Regions from separate parts of the Rattus norvegicus genome. Here region 2 is linked to region 1. Evidence: chromatin contacts called from public Hi-C data. All regions are on one chromosome and are shown on one strand. The core of a region is the stretch at or near the end of the contact, and the rest is flanking DNA. Distances in the headings are between cores, read along the strand shown.

Evidence for each region. A called contact is a pair of places that touch in the nucleus more often than the background predicts.
Region 2: a contact with region 1 is called in a Hi-C map of the A7r5 cell line, with 5 times the contacts expected there. The contact joins the enhancer-like site here to the promoter of Aig1 in region 1. A contact is called at or near these places in 4 of 12 Hi-C or Micro-C datasets (the A7r5 cell line, frontal cortex, kidney and 1 more).

The regions. Positions count from the first base shown.
Region 1 is chr1:10,087,174-10,090,730 of GRCr8, reverse strand. Aig1 (androgen-induced 1) reads left to right here and starts at 1,648. Exons shown (of 6, transcript NM_001134425.1): 1 at 1,648-1,814. The coding sequence starts at 1,674.
Region 2 is chr1:10,421,455-10,424,897 of GRCr8, reverse strand. No RefSeq gene overlaps it. Among named protein-coding and RNA genes, the nearest start is that of Trnaa-agc27, 50 kb to the left of the region's middle. Within about 2 kb of position 1,842, at least 7 of the 93 cell types and tissues checked have an H3K27ac peak or open chromatin away from gene starts, as enhancers often do.

The sequences.
Region 1 (3,557 bases), core at 399-2,898:
AATGTTTAAATAGCTTTAAAAAAAATAACACTTCATTCTGTAATTATGTGGGGGGAGAAAGATCTTGTTAACTACTTCCTAAAATCTGAAGTAGGAGGGTTGTATCCAACTTTGAACTATCATACCACTTCATAAAACATCATTAGACCCTAGTGAGTGTGGAAGGACTTCAGTAAATTCAATTTTTCTTGCAATCATCTGAACATTCATTAAGGACACACACACACACACACACACACACACACACACACGCGCGCGCGCGCGCGCAAATAGAGCCAGTTCAAACATGAAGAGTGTCTAAATTCTGAAGGAAGAATTGCTTTTATGCTAGTAACATCATCATCCTGTGATTTCGGTTTCTTTCAGCATAATTATGTCAGTTAAAAGGATCTAGCGGCTCTCTTCCCTAGTGGAGTGGAAAAACCTACAAGCCGGACTACAGTCCTTGCTTGCTTCTCTACACTTCTGAGACTATGCTTTTCCCTAGACCTTCCCACCACACCCTCTGACTCAGACACTATTTGAGGGGGACACCTGTTTCGAATGGATCCACAGGAAATGCCCATGTGGTCTCCTCATAACCGGACCCTTTATCTGGTTGGTTGAAACATGATCATGATATAAAGCAAAACAAAAAAACCCACAGACTGTTGCAACTTCCCTGTGACAACACTTACTGGAAGGCTGAGGGAATCCAGTTTATATTTACTTTCCTCCCATTCAGCTCTGGTGCTGTAGTAGAAGGGGGGAAATGTCGAAGTGCAAAAGGAATTTTAACTCCGAAAGATTTGTGTTAAATCACACATGCGTGGGTGAGATTTACATCCTCCGGGTGGTTTGGCTTTCAAAAGGAATGCTGTCTCTGTAGCAGTCATGGAAATCAGCACAGATTTCTATTTATAAAACCTGCCCTGGTCAGTAGCTGGTCAAGGAGCTTGCTGTCAAGCCTCATGACCCAAGTTCGATGGAGGGGACTCACACCAGCTGTCTTCCGGCCTCCACACTTCTCCTGTGGTTACATGCGTGTGTAACCCCCACCCCTCCAACCCCAAAACGTAACAAAAAAAGTTTAAAAAGAATTTGTTCAATGCTTGTGTTGCATCTACTGGTACATACTGATAAAGTAATAAAGCCGTGTGGAATTTATAAGGGGTTTCACTGTCATAAATGCTCATTAACGTTACAGCCTTTACTGAAACCCAAGTAATGGGTGTCCCTGGAGGGGGACTGTGTGCGGCATTACCCGCTCAGATCCCATCTGGTAACACGGTAGCGAGCATCTCCCTGCTGCCCAGCGGGATGCCGGATCAGGACCGGTTCGGTCCAGTCCTTCCCGTCTGGCACCTCAGTTGCTCCGGAGGCGATCCCACGGTGGAGACCCGGGGGTAGACCTCGCGGACCGCCTAGGGGGCGCCCGGCCGGGACTGCGAGCGCGGCGGTAGAATGACGCAGATGACGCCAGAGATGACACCAGGCCGCCAGCCCGCGTCGGCCGCACTCCCGCCCCGCCCGCGCAGGTCGCCGGTGCGCTCGGCACCGCTGCTGTCCCCGGGGACGCGCCCCGCCTCCTGCGTTCCGCCCTTCCCCGCGCCGCGCCCCGGTTCCCACGGCGCCGGGCACAGCGAAGCAGCTTTTCTGCCCTCCCCACGAGCAGCCCGGCAGGCCGCGCGAACATGGCGCTTGTCCCCTGCCAGGTGCTGAGGGTAGCCATCCTGCTGTCCTATTGCTCCATCCTGTGTAACTACAAGGCCATCGAAATGCCCTCGCATCAGACCTACGGGGGGAGCTGGAAATTCCTGACCTTCATTGATCTGGTAAGGCCGTGGGCTGCACCGTGTGCGTGTGTGTGTGTGTGTGTGTGTGTGCGCGTGTGTGTGCGTGCGTGCGTGTGTGTGTGTGTGTGTGTGTGTGTGTGTGTGTGTGTGTGAGTGACCATGGGAGCACCAACGCGTGCTCCAACAGCCGTGCTGGGCTCCTGTGAAGGCCTAAATGCTCTTCTCACCTTTACCTCTAAGAGGTAACCCGGCAAGAGGAGTGCCTCACCAGAAGCCTCTGTTGGCCTTCATCATGAGTGCCCTCAGGCTCATTCTCCACTGAAGTGTTTTCCAGAGCCACCTGCGAAGGTAAACTTGCAGTATCCAAAGGAGACCTGAGTATTGTCTGGTTCCATGGAGCAAGGCTTAGAAACACCCAAACACACCTCCTTCTGAAGGAGAGAAATCACCCAATCAAACTCTCGCACATGCTTTGCTGCCCACTGTCAACAGCGTGCTTATAACTCTTTTTTTCTCTAGAAACACTTGAGAGTGCAGTTCACCGTGTGGCTCCACTTGGCAAGCACTGAACTGAACTCCTAGCCTTCCACAGTGAAAGTTTGTAGTTTGCATAATCATCCGTTCTGTTGGCACATGATAATTTTAAATAGGAGCCGACGACTGTAATTATTATTTTTAAGTTCTTAGACCTTGGGTACCGGAAGTACTCCTGCAGATAATCAGAGGGTCGGCACAATGCCTAGGAATGACTCAAGGTAGACGTAGAACTTTGAAAAGCCACCAAGACCAAGTCGTAAATACACTCAAATGGTATCAAACCAGGGCCGTGTATGGAAACAGGAGCAATATAAGATCACAGAGAATAATATACGAACAACTCCCAGAAGGCTAAAACTCTGAGATTATGGGTAAGATTGGCACAGCCACGAAGTTGGCACAAATTTTCTTGACCCTCTATTCTAACAAATTCAAACCTATTCGAAGATCTTTCCAGAGGTATAAAGAGATGCTTTCAAAAGACCTATCTGGAACATACAAGATATACATACCTGTCCCCACCTGCCTCTCGGCACAAGGCTAAAGGTATTGCTTGAGTTGGGCTTTTCAACTTCTTATTGGCATTAACTTCCCTCTGAACATATGGATTCCCTACCAGTATTTTTCTTCTTCCTACTGCTTGTCCACCTGAGGAGAGCATGAGGGCTTTGCTCTCAGCACCTTGTAGCCTTTAGGTAGATGACCATCCAGGATTACGTTCCCGGATGGGCCAATTGGCTAGTCAGTGGCTTTGCCAGACGTGTGGTAGAGCAAGCAGATGTTTGCACACTGAGAGTCTACCCAATCTTCAGTAGCCCCAAAAGTCTGATAATTATGCACAGAAAGCATGGAGGGTACGGACGAGGCACCGGCAATCATGTGTCTTCTGAAGAGTGAACTTAAGTTAATGATGTTCACGTGCCATTAAAAAAAATGTGCCTAGGTCTTCAGAGTCCTTTAGGGTGCAATGAGAGCGGAACTCTCTTTGCATCAAGGCCTCTCTTCTCATTCCCCAGTCAGCTCTTCCCTTGAGCTGGCCCGTCTGAGTAAGAGCAAGGATGGAACCATAGCTTTTATGAACGCCATTCCTCTGTGCCTTCGCCTTTCGCAGCTTTTGTGGGAGAGCGGAGAACAGGTCATTGGGTGAGAGGTCATTAGGAACTGGGAGTGTTTGTCAGCTCAAGGCAGGGTTGCTGCCTTACGCAACTGGCATTGCGTATTATGGATTAGAAAAAAACGAGGCTC
Region 2 (3,443 bases), core at 593-3,092, 330 kb before region 1:
GCGACAGAAACTGTCTGAGGCTCGATAGCCAGCCAGCCTCAACTGTTCTGTGAGTTCCAGACCAGCGTTGGCCCATCACAAAAACAAGTGGAGCTGCCCAGAAATGACACTAGAGGATGACCTCTGGACACCACAAACACACACACACACAAGCATGAGTTGTGATGGTGGTGTCATAGACCACCGGAAGCTAGGCAGTCAACCCTGTAGTGGGAGACAATACAGTGAGAGATACAGTCTTGATTACAGCAACAGAACTCTGTGGTAAAACATAATGTCTTTTGAAAGTCCTTTTGCAAGTATCAGAAATCTAGCCAAATAAACCCAATCAATGAATAGGAAATTATTGGAAAGACTACTGAGTCACCCTCAGAACCCCAGCAGCATGAAGGACACCCAAATCTATGCAAATCGTATTTTATTTTATTTTTCCTTTTTGACCGCATATCCTGGCTTGTCTTGATTCTCTTAGCAGATAGCCTCCTTACCTCCAAACTCCATGCCCGATACAGATACTCACCTCAACTCAACTCTCTTAAGTCCGGTTATAATTCCTAAGAGGAAAATAGTGCTCACCCTATGCTGCCCAAGGGGGTCCCTGATGCAACCCATGACCACGGTGGTTGGATTTTGGCATGCCTGGTTACTTGGGATTTCCTTTGTGGAGAAAGGAATGGTTCTTGGAGGAAAGTGGTATCAAAGGTTTGGCAGGAGCTCCAAAAGTTGGTTACATAAATCTACCGGAAGTTCTGCTGGTGTATTTTAATCCCAGTGTCGGTATGAATGAAGAGATGTAAATAAACAGCACAGTTCTGAATAATAGGACCAGTTTAAGAGACACTACAGCAGTGGTTCTCAACCTGTGGGCTGTGACTCCTTTGGGGATCAAATGGCTGTTTCATAGGACTATCAGAAAATGTACATGTTGACCTTATCATTAATAACAGTAGCAAAATTATGGTTATAACATATCGATGAAAATAACTTTATGGTTGTGGGTCACCACAACATGAGGAGCTGTATTAAACGAGCACAGCATTGGGAAGGTTGAGAACCCCTGCTCTAGAATCTCAGCCGTGAGGATGGCATCAGAAGAGGAGGCACTGACCACAACAGATGCGAAACATCTCCCAGGACAATGTGCCCTGGGTAAAGTCTGAAGAATCCAGAGCTCCTTTGCGGGAGTGGCCATTTAGAGTTTCCATAAACGCCACACGTGTGCAAGCGTGGGCTGCTGCCTTTAAAGAGAAGCTGGGCGTGGAGCTTCAGAGCAGCTAAGCAAGACCTGACAGTTCCAGAGCCATGGAAGGAAATGTCTGTGCTCAAGACATTCCCAGTATTATGAATCAATTCACCAAGTATTTACCAACCGGCCTCCTTTATGCTTAGTGCTATTCGATATTGTGTTTAGTCAGGGATCTGAGACAAAAGGGCCACCCTGGACTATTATAGAAAGTCCCTTCAGGGCTGTAAATGGAGGCGAATGCCAGGACATTTTCCCAACCTCCTTGCAGCCACCCTGCTAAAACCCTGAGAAGCATGCGTTCCCTCCCCCACCCTCCTGCCTGCCTGCCAGGGTTTCCAGATTTCTTCTGCTTTGCAGTTGCGTCAAAGCCGTGCTCGACTCCAATCCTCACAGAAGGCATAAATTAACATTTTATTATGTGTACTTGTTAGGGTCTCTTAAAGTAGACATGCAAATTTGAGGCTCCCGTAATAAATTAGGGCATACCCAAATTAACTGAAAATAAACCGGGTTGCCCTGGCCAAGGCCTCGGAAGACTGGTCCCTGCCAAGCAACCCAAGGGCGGATACTTACCTCAACTCCTGTTCCCCAGTTGTTGACCCTGGCCTCTGGCCATTTCCTTCTCTGTGTGGTACCCTGGTCTTCTCTGCGCAGATGCTATCAGCTTACATGACTCCTGATGGGCTTTTTTAACAAGGGTTGGTTTCTGGTAAGCCTATTACAGGTCTCTGAGGTCTCAAGCAAGCAATAGAGAGAAAGAGAGAAATAAAGGTTTTGAGTTTCCATCACACATTTGGACAGTTTTGTCTGCCACGACCTTCCACATGGACCCACTATGCTGAGGCTACACTTTGATTGGTTATTGCTACAATGGGGCTTTAATGTTGCAGCTGACAGCCTGGAAAACCTTCAGGTCAAGAGCCTGGGGCCACAGAGTGCTTGGTGTGTTTTGATGTATCGATGGTGGGGAAGTGAGCAGAAAAATTAAGGGGCACCTGATGCGCCCCTCACAGCTCCACCAGCACCCCTGTTTTGTCGTTGTTATTGCTGTTCTTTGCTTGCTTGCTTGTCTGTTTGTTTTTGCATACTTTTAGAGAATAGAACAAAAGGTGTTGTGGGTGTAACTCTCTAGGGATCATGGGTGGACAAGGCCACACAAATAAAGAAGACACAGCAGTTTGGAACTGGAAAACTTCAAGGTTCATGGTGTTAGAGCCTTGGGACTAGTGGGATGCAGAGCGGTTAGGAGGAAAGGCCTGGCAGGAAAATTTACATCTTATGTTATGTTGGGGTGCTCTTAAAGGAGACTGTGAAGCCCAGTCCCTTCCTCTTTCTCTCTTTTATGCCCTAGTCATAAAATGAGCAGCTTGTACTTTAAGCAAGGCACCCATTTGCTTCCTTGACACATGTCCAAAAGAAATGGAGCTAAATGACCATGGGCTGAAACCTCCAACATCATGGCCCCAAATAAACCTTTTCTCTTCATAAGTTAATTACCTTAAGTATTTGCTACAGCAGTGGAATAACACAAGGGGGTTGAGGAATTAATATCATGTGGCTATTTCCCCCTAATTAAAACATTTTCTCCTAGAAGGAGGCTTCTTAAGACTTAGGGTAAGCAAACTCTATGTCTCAGAAAGTTCCTGAAACTTACAAGATTCCTAAAGCCTCTCTCCAGTCTTATAAAAGTAGTAAGAATTCAGGAAAGAAGAGATGCACTACTAGTCACGCCACCCACGTGTCTTGCAGGGAGCTCTGGAGGTTTGTCTGCCACTTGTCATTGTCCACACTCGGGTAAAGCTTTTGATAATGTAGCTAGCTGCCTTTCAGTCATCAATGCCCCTGTCCAGAGCTCCTTCTCCATCTACCTCTATGTAACTTCAATAAATCATTGGTTTCCTAAGCCATGCTTGAGTGGAGTCATTCCTTCTGCCTATCATCTCCGTGTGGCATGAATTCCCATCTGTTCCCATCTCCCCAGGAAAAGTCACACTACAAGCATTCATGATTGAAGGGAAATTCTAGTTCTAATGCTGTGGGCAAGGGGAGCTGAAATCCAGGGGCCTACTGCTGGGCCAGAATGCACAGCATTTGTAGGGGATCCTATTGGAACTCCCCTACCACAAAAAGGCACCTTGGAAACCACCTTCACATGGGTCCTAGGTTAAGAGACTGTATCTGTATACCTCCTGCATTT